Linked DNA regions of Bos taurus: region 2 is linked to region 1. Evidence: chromatin contacts called from public Hi-C data. All regions are on one chromosome and are shown on one strand. The core of a region is the stretch at or near the end of the contact, and the rest is flanking DNA. Distances in the headings are between cores, read along the strand shown. Region 1 has its middle 82 kb from the start of ADRB2. Region 2 holds the start of ADRB2 (adrenoceptor beta 2).

What was found. A called contact is a pair of places that touch in the nucleus more often than the background predicts.
Region 2: a contact with region 1 is called in a Hi-C map of liver, with 3 times the contacts expected there. The contact joins the promoter of ADRB2 here to the enhancer-like site in region 1. A contact is called at or near these places in 2 of 11 Hi-C or Micro-C datasets (liver and an unstated tissue).

What each region holds. Positions count from the first base shown.
Region 1 is chr7:60,148,800-60,152,719 of ARS-UCD2.0, reverse strand. No RefSeq gene overlaps it. Among named protein-coding and RNA genes, the nearest start is that of ADRB2, 82 kb to the left of the region's middle. Within about 2 kb of position 2,304, at least 11 of the 102 cell types and tissues checked have an H3K27ac peak or open chromatin away from gene starts, as enhancers often do.
Region 2 is chr7:60,230,460-60,234,555 of ARS-UCD2.0, reverse strand. It overlaps ADRB2 (adrenoceptor beta 2), which reads right to left and starts at 1,850. Exons shown (of 1, transcript NM_174231.1): 1 at 1-1,850. The coding sequence starts at 1,627. The coding sequence ends at 371. The region is part of intron 3 of LOC112447452 (a long non-coding RNA gene); the gene reads left to right.

The DNA.
Region 1 (3,920 bases), core at 1,055-3,554:
TTCTAGGCACAAAGAAATTAGGAGAAGGGACTGAAACCAGAACCCGAAAGGAGAGAAACCTCCTCAGATCAGTTAGAGATCTCTTCAATGGCTGGTTAGGATATTGATGGCCCCGGGAGTGCTAAAGAGAAAGGTGAAAATATGAGAGCTGTTTGGAAGACAGACTTCAGGAGGCTTGCAGACGGAATGGATTGTGAAGGAAGGAGGAGAGGGGAAAGGGAAATTTACAGGTTTCAGGTTTGGGCAACTGGGTGAATGATGGTGCTGTTAATTCTGACTGGGAACAGGGTGGGGATTGGAACATGGAGGATCAATGTTTTGTTTGGGACCTGTAGGTTGAGATGACTAGAACGTCTAGATGGAGGTATCCAGTATTCAGTTGGATATGGCATCTGAGTTTCAGAAGAGACCTCAGCTAGAAATACAAAATTATACTATGTGTGAACAATTGTAATTACATCTATTAGAGGCTTCTGTGCAACATGTTCATGAGAACATGAAATTTGATGCTTACTAGGTGAAGAAATCAGTTCTTGGCATTTTGAAAAGTTGTTTTTGCTACCACCCTGGAATTACAGCCACACCTGGAAAGGTAATACCATTATGCTGGCCTATGCTAATTATTATCCATAAAATGGCTATTTTACAGTAGAAGGAATTATTCCCAGAGAAATGAAGTATAGTAGTTAGAGTTACTATTCTTGCAAGTTAGCAAAATCTCAGGTTAAAGCAGCTTAAATAGGCAGATTTATTGGCCCAGATCCAGGGGTGCTTTTTGACTACAAGCACAGTTTGATCTCAGTTGGTAAAGAATCTGCCTGCAAGGTAGAAGATCCTGGTTTGATTCCTGGGTTGGGAAGATCCACTGGAGAAGGGATAGGTTACCTTGTCCAGTATTCTTGTGGCTCAGCTGGTGAAGAACTCGCCTGCAATGTGGGAGACCTGGGTTCGATCCCTGGGTTGGGAGGATCCTCTGGAGAACAGAAAGGCTACCCACTCAAATATTCTGGCCTGGAGAATTCCATAGAGTATATAGTCCGTGAGGTTGCAAAGAGTCGGACATGACTGAGCAAACTTCACTTTCACTTCACAGTTTGATCTAGAGGCTCAGAAAATGTCACTGAGGCACAGTGTCTGTACTTTTCTATTTGTTCTGCTTTTCGTCATGCATTTGTTGGCTTCATTCAGACTGGCTCAGATTCATAATAGCGAGATGGCAATTGCGGCTCCAAGCCTCACAAGCTCATGCCTTTAAATCCAGTGAACAGATACCAAACCTATCTCTTCCAGAAGCCCTTTTACAGGTCTCAGATCTTCTCATTGGCTCTAACCAGGTCCTGTTCTTAGCCCTGCTCCGTCACTGTGGCCAGAGGGATAGGATATCCCAACTGGATTGAGGCCTTATGAGCTTACTTGAGAGCTGGGAGAAGTGTCAGTCCCCCGTAAACACTAGGATTTCATAATAGGAATGTGTCCACAAGTGAACAGGGTGCTTCCACCTGCGAAGAGATGCTGGAGAGGGGACAAAAAAATAACCACAGGAAGAAGGACCTGTTTGAGGTCACTCACCTTGTCAGCATCATAGCTGGGGCTCAGGTTTTCACCCTATCTTACTTTCTTCAAACTCTCCTGCCTCTTGAAAACTTTGTTTCCACCAGTGTTCCTAGAGACGTATGGTGATCAAAAGTCAGGAATGGGTTAATAAGAAAAACGTGTGTGTGTATGCTCAGTCACTCAGTGGTGTCCAGTGCTTTTGCAACCCCATGGATTATAGCCCACTAGGCTCCTCTGTCCATGGCATTTTCCAAGCAAGAATACTGGAGTGGGTTGCCATTTCCTTCTCCAGCAAATCTTTCTGATCCAGGGATTGAACCCATGTATCTTGCACCTCCTACACTGGCAGGCGGATTCTTTACCATTGAGGCCCCTGGGAAGCCTCAATAAGAAAAACAGTGGTACTGAAAAGCATTAGAGGAAATCACAAGTCCTTCAGGATCTTTCTCTGGCCCAGGGTAACAAATTGGTCAAAGTTGTCTTGAGAGTAACAAGAAGGAAGACACCGCCCCAGATGGCAGGCAGGAAAGCAGGCTGGAGAGAAAAGCTACTGCTAACCACTGCCCCCGCCCACAGTCCCTCGGCCTGGAAGAAGTCAGACCACAAGCAGCCAGGAAACTTTCAAGGCCTGCAAAGAGCTGTTTAGGACCAGGTCACAGTAGTTTCTAAAACCGTCTCCAGTTCATTATTCACTGTCAAGTTACTCCACGTGACTTTGTCACTCTTTTCTCTCTGCCTTCTCCAGTCTCACAAAGTTTTGCTGGTTCTGGTTATTTTTAGCTCAGTATGGCCCTTGGGGATCACCAGATCCAACTCTCTTGTTTTGTAAAAGAGAGAAATGAGACTCAGTGTTTCTGAGTTATTAAGGTCACGCACTTCCTATCAGAGTTGGTCGCCCTACCGGGGTCTCCAGGCTTCCCGCCCCTGGGTTCCATGGACCTGGTTGCTTCCTTTTTGTGGTCTCAGCAAGGTCCCCAACTGGGCTTTGCCTTATTAAAGGGCCGAATGTTGTCCCAGCACTGACAGATCCAGGTCACTTTTATCTTAGAAGTAGAATGGGTTCTTGAAGATTTGCACACTGATTTTTGAGAACTCAGGCACAGTCCTCCTAAAAAAGGGATTTTGTTTTATAGGTTCTCAGTCTCACAAAATTGGGCTTCCCAGATGTCACTAGTGGTAAAGAACCCACCTGCCAATGAGGGAGACATAAGAGATACAGGTTCGATCCCTGGGTTGGGAAGATCCCCTGGAAGAGGGCATGGCAACCCACTCCAGTATTCTTGCCTGGAGAATCCACAGACAGAGGAGCCTGGTGGGCTACAGCCCATGGGATCGCAAAGAGTTGGACACAACTGAAGCGACTTAGCACACACCAACACAGTCTCACAAAATCCACTGGACCTGAGATACCATAGACCAATAGTGAAAATTAGTTAATTCCTATTTCTACTCTTAATAACTGGATATTAAACTTCACTTTGGGACTTCTTTTTAGGAAGGCTTTAGGGACTCCACAGGGTGCTGATTCTTTGCCAGTTTGTTTTCAGTTAGTCTGTAGTAGTGAAGTCACTCAGTCGTGTCCAACTCTTTGCAACCCCATGAACTGTAGCCTACCAGATTCCTCCATCCATAGAATTCTCCAGGCAAGAGTACTGGAAGTGGGTTGCCATTTCCTTCTCCAGGGGATCTTCTTGAACCAGGGATCGAACCCAGGTCTCCCACATTGTAGGCAGACGCTTTACCGTCTGAGCCACCAGGAAAATCCTGGGTGGAATTCCAGTTAGTCCAGTCCAGTTAGTCTGGGACCCACTTAATTTTTCGCTCTTGAATGATGGCTTCCCTTCTTTCTCAGAGCTGGCTTCAAGGGTTTGCAATCTGTGTAGTTAGTTGCACAGGGGCCCACACTCAGCAGGTCTTGTGTTTAGTTTAATGCTCTGTTGTGGCTATCTTGAAATTCTTAATAATTTTATCTTTGAACTTGTGTTTTGTAGGTAAAGTCCAATGGGACAATGGAGTGATCATGCATGTGAGCAGAGGAGATACACATGTAATATACATGTCCACTGATGATCCTTGAAGCCCAGTTTGCATATGACATTCATGATGTCCCATGAACACAGAATTCAGCAGCACCCATGATGCATGGAAGTTCATCAAGACTCACGTGAGTACCAGGCAAGTGTGCTATATGTACCACTGAGAGGCCATGTCTTTGTTCAAATCAGAACTTGCTTTGAAAACAGAAGGAAGACGGTGGCATTCTAAGAACCACAAGTGGCCAAGGGTCCCCATCATATCCTTTCTTATTCATGTTACTTCTCTGTATTAGACAACACTTAGGCTGAAAATTAGGACATAGGAAGAAA
Region 2 (4,096 bases), core at 601-3,100, 82 kb before region 1:
GGAAGGTCTCCTTCAGATACAAATTACCAGCAGCAATATATTACCCCTAATACTTGATCAATGAGGTAGATATGCAGGAAAAGTCATCAAAACATAGCAGCCCCAGGTCCTTTGAGACTGAAGCCCTTCAGACATAAACTTAACAAGTTCCAGGCAAAGAGGAACTGAACTGTACAAGAAACAGTTACTCAAATATATTTTGTTACAACTTAAAAAAATAAAAAATAAAAAGGCAGAAGGATATCTTTCCTCCTGCACATCTCTGTACAACTTTATTCTAAATTTATTAGACTCAAGTTAAATAGTCTGTTTAGTGTTTTGTTGCAGGGTACTGGGGAGAAGGGGTGTCTTAAAAAGTAGAAAACCGGCATTACAGCAGTGAGTCATTTGTACTACAATTCCTCCCTTGTGAATCAATGCTATCACTGGGCACAGTACCTTGCTGGTTCACAAAGTTTTCGGTGCCTGGGGGGTCTTCACACAGAAGTTCACTGTCTTTCTCCTCCCCCAGGTGATATCCACTCTGTTCCCCTGTGTAGTCAGTCCTGTCATTGCTGTTGCTGGAGCAGCCATTCCCATAGGCCTTCAATGAAGACCTGCGCAGGCAGAGAAGCTCCTGGAAGGCAATCCTGAAATCTGGGCTCCGGCAGTAGATAAGGGGATTGAAAGCGGAGTTGATGTAGCCCAACCAGTTTAGAAGGATGTATATTTCCTTACGGATGAGGTTATCCTTGATCACGTGCACAATGTTGACAATGAAGAAGGGCAGCCAGCACAGGGTGAAAGTGCCCATGATAATGCCTAAAGTCTTGAGGGCTTTGTGTTCCTTCAAGTAGAACTTGGAGGTCCTGCGTTGTCCTAGACCGCTCCGCCCATCCTGCTCCACTTGACTGACGTTTTGGGCATGGAAGCGGCCCTCAGATTTGTCGATCTTCTGGAGCTGCCTTTTGGCCACCTGGAACACCCTGGAGTAGACGAAGACCATGACCACCAGGGGAAGGTAGAAGGACACAATGGAGGAGGCAATGGCATAGGGTTGGTTCGTGAAGAAGTCACAGCAGGTTTCCTTAGCATAGCAGTTGATGGCTTCCTTGTGGCTGGCCCGGTACCAGTGCATCTGAATGGGTAAGAAGGAGGTAAGGCCAGACACGATCCACACCATCAAAATGACCACCCGGGCCTTATTCTTGGTCAGCAGGCACTGATACTTGAAGGGTGACGTGATGGCTAAGTAGCGATCCACAGCGATCACGCACAAGGTCTCAATGCTGGCCGTGACGCATAACACGTCAATGGAAGTCCAAAACTCACACCAGAAGTTGCCAAAAGTCCACATTTTCATGAGGATGTGGCAGGCCCCAAAGGGCACCACTGCCAGGCCCATGACCAGGTCAGCACAGGCCAGGGAGGTGATGAAGTAGTTGGTGACCGTCTGGAGACGCTCAAACTTGGCAATGGCTGTGATGACTAGCACGTTTCCAAACACGATGGCCAGGACAATAAGCGACATGAGGATGCCCATGCCCACAACCCAGGCCTCGTCCCGTTCCAGCGTGACGTTTTGGTCCGGCGCGTGGCTTGCGTTGGGCGCCAGCAAAAAGACGCTGCGGTTCCCGGGCTGCCCCATGGCGCGCAGGCTGGCAGGTGAGCGCACAGGCTGCCGGCGCACCAGCCGCCCTCAGCGAGCGGACCTCCGGCGGGGCGCTGCGGGCAGCAAGCGAGCACCTGGAAGACTCATTCAGCGGCCGTGGGTGGGTGTGGGTGTGGTAGGGGTGCGTGGTGCACTCAGCTCCGGGGCTACTCTGGGCTCGCAGTGCCTGTCAGTTCAGCCAGTTCCAGCTTGCGCTCTGGAGAAGCCGTCTCTGAGTGCGCGCTGTCCGTTATGTGCCCAGGACTTTAGGGGAACTGCCCTCCCCGTGACGTGCTACAACTTTCAACCAATAGAACGCGGGAAGCCCCAAAGGGGCGAGGCCCACGCCCTCTCCCGCCCCTTCCCTCCCTTCTCCTGCCTGCTCCAGGGGCTGGCCCGGGCGGGACCCAACTGCTCTAGGAGGGCGGGTCGGCCACCATTCCCTCGGGGCTCTCTCGGCTGGCCCCGGAGGCTGAAGCCGGCTCTGGCGAGCTTACCAGCCAACTAGAAGGTGCCAGTTCTTTCGTGACTGCTACCTGTCTGCCTGGGGCGCCTGTGCGGCTTGGTCTCAGGGTAGATGGCAATACTCCGGCACTCCCTCGCATTCGGAAATAGATGATCGTGCCCACCGAGACACGCACAGGCAGGCGCACTGTACCCCGACATACATGCTTAGACTTATACGGAACCACAGCCACAGACACTCAGACACACCCATCCAGCGCACAAACGAGCGCGCAGGCACAGAAGCCGACTGGCACAAAGTCACCCCTGTCCAACACAAGAGACATGGCCAGGAGCAAACCAGGAGCACCCGGAAGCATAAAGACACGGACATACAGACAAAAAAAGTAAACAAATAGCATACAAACGCCCACTTGGAGGCAAGCAGTGTGCCACAGAGAAGGACTTCCCCATCTGGATATTCCAAACTCTTTACCCTTGCCCCCTGGACATCCACTCCATCTTCCCCAGTACACAGGACTCATGGTATATTCCCTTTCAGACATTTGGCAAGACCACAGGTGGTGACTTTAGCAGCAGCCAATTTCCTCAGCATGCTTGCTGTCCAGTACTTTTGGTGCCCTCCTTGGGAATTTGCAGGGGTTGAGACCTAATTTTACTCTTGGGATTTCATTTGGAGCTGGGGTATACATGTATGTGCTTGAGGATAGGAAGAGAACGTTGTATGCTTTAATTCTTAATTCTAGGGAGTGTGGCATCGTTCCTTCCTTCTCCGTTAAAATGAGAATATGTTGAAAATGAAATAATTTTCAAGTTCAACTTCTTCAATAATCCCTTTGCAACTAGAAAAAATCTTCTGTTCGGTAGTTTGTTGATCTGTTGGGCTGAGCCATATGAAATTGCCACTTTTCTGTGGTATCTGACTTTAAATAGATGACAATTTCATATGGCTCAGATTATTAAGAAGGTGTTAACATTAAGAAATGTTTTGAAACCACAGAAAGCAAAAGATAACTTCTCTTAAAAAACTAGAGTCTTTGTCCATGAAATACTACCCTTTGCATGTGGCATATGAATTTACTGTTAAAAAATTAATTTTCAGGGTTTGATTTCCCATGTATCATTTGTGTCTTTGAAACATGGAAAGTATTTCATGCAGTGTAACTGAACATATTTTCTAGATTACATAATAACATAACAATGGCTAACATTTATGGAACGTTCTGCGATGTGCTTTTAATGCATTATTCCATTTAATCCTTCCCACAGTCCCATGGTGTGTGTTGTTAGGGTGGGGTGGGGTATAACTATTTTTAGCTTAATTCACAAATGGGTCTCAAAGAAGAAAATAGCTTGCCCATGGGCACAAGACCAGGCAGTGCCAGAAGCAGAAGCTGAACTCAGTTCTGTTTGACTCTAAAATCCATCTTTTAATCCTTTCAATGTACCGTGTCACCACAGTGCAGAAAGGAATAGAGGATGGGGAAGAAGGACCACAACTGGAATTGGAATACCAGGTTTCAAATTCTCATCTTAGAACTTTCTAGCTCATATTCCTTAGGCAAATAAAAAATGTGGAGCCTAATTTCCCCTATGTCTAAATGAGGAATTAAGTCACTTCCATTGTGCTGAATGAGAATCAGATGATATAATGACAAATGTAATTATGATTTGCACTTATAAATGCCACACAAATAAAGGTTATACATAAATTTATATAAATTACTAAGTAGTTTAGAAGATATTGTTCATATTCTCTAATAGAACACTAAAATGCTTTAGGACAAAAGTAACATGGGCATTTACACAAGAAGTATAACTCAGAAACAAAATTTAAACTACATGCTCTTTTTAACTTTCTTCACTAGCAGAAATTGTTTTTGCATGACAGATGCCTTAAAATAACAAATATTTCCCATAAAAGCCACACATATTAATTAAGAATCTATTATGTTCACATAGTTTTCAAAATATACCCACCCCATATTTGTGTTTTCCAAA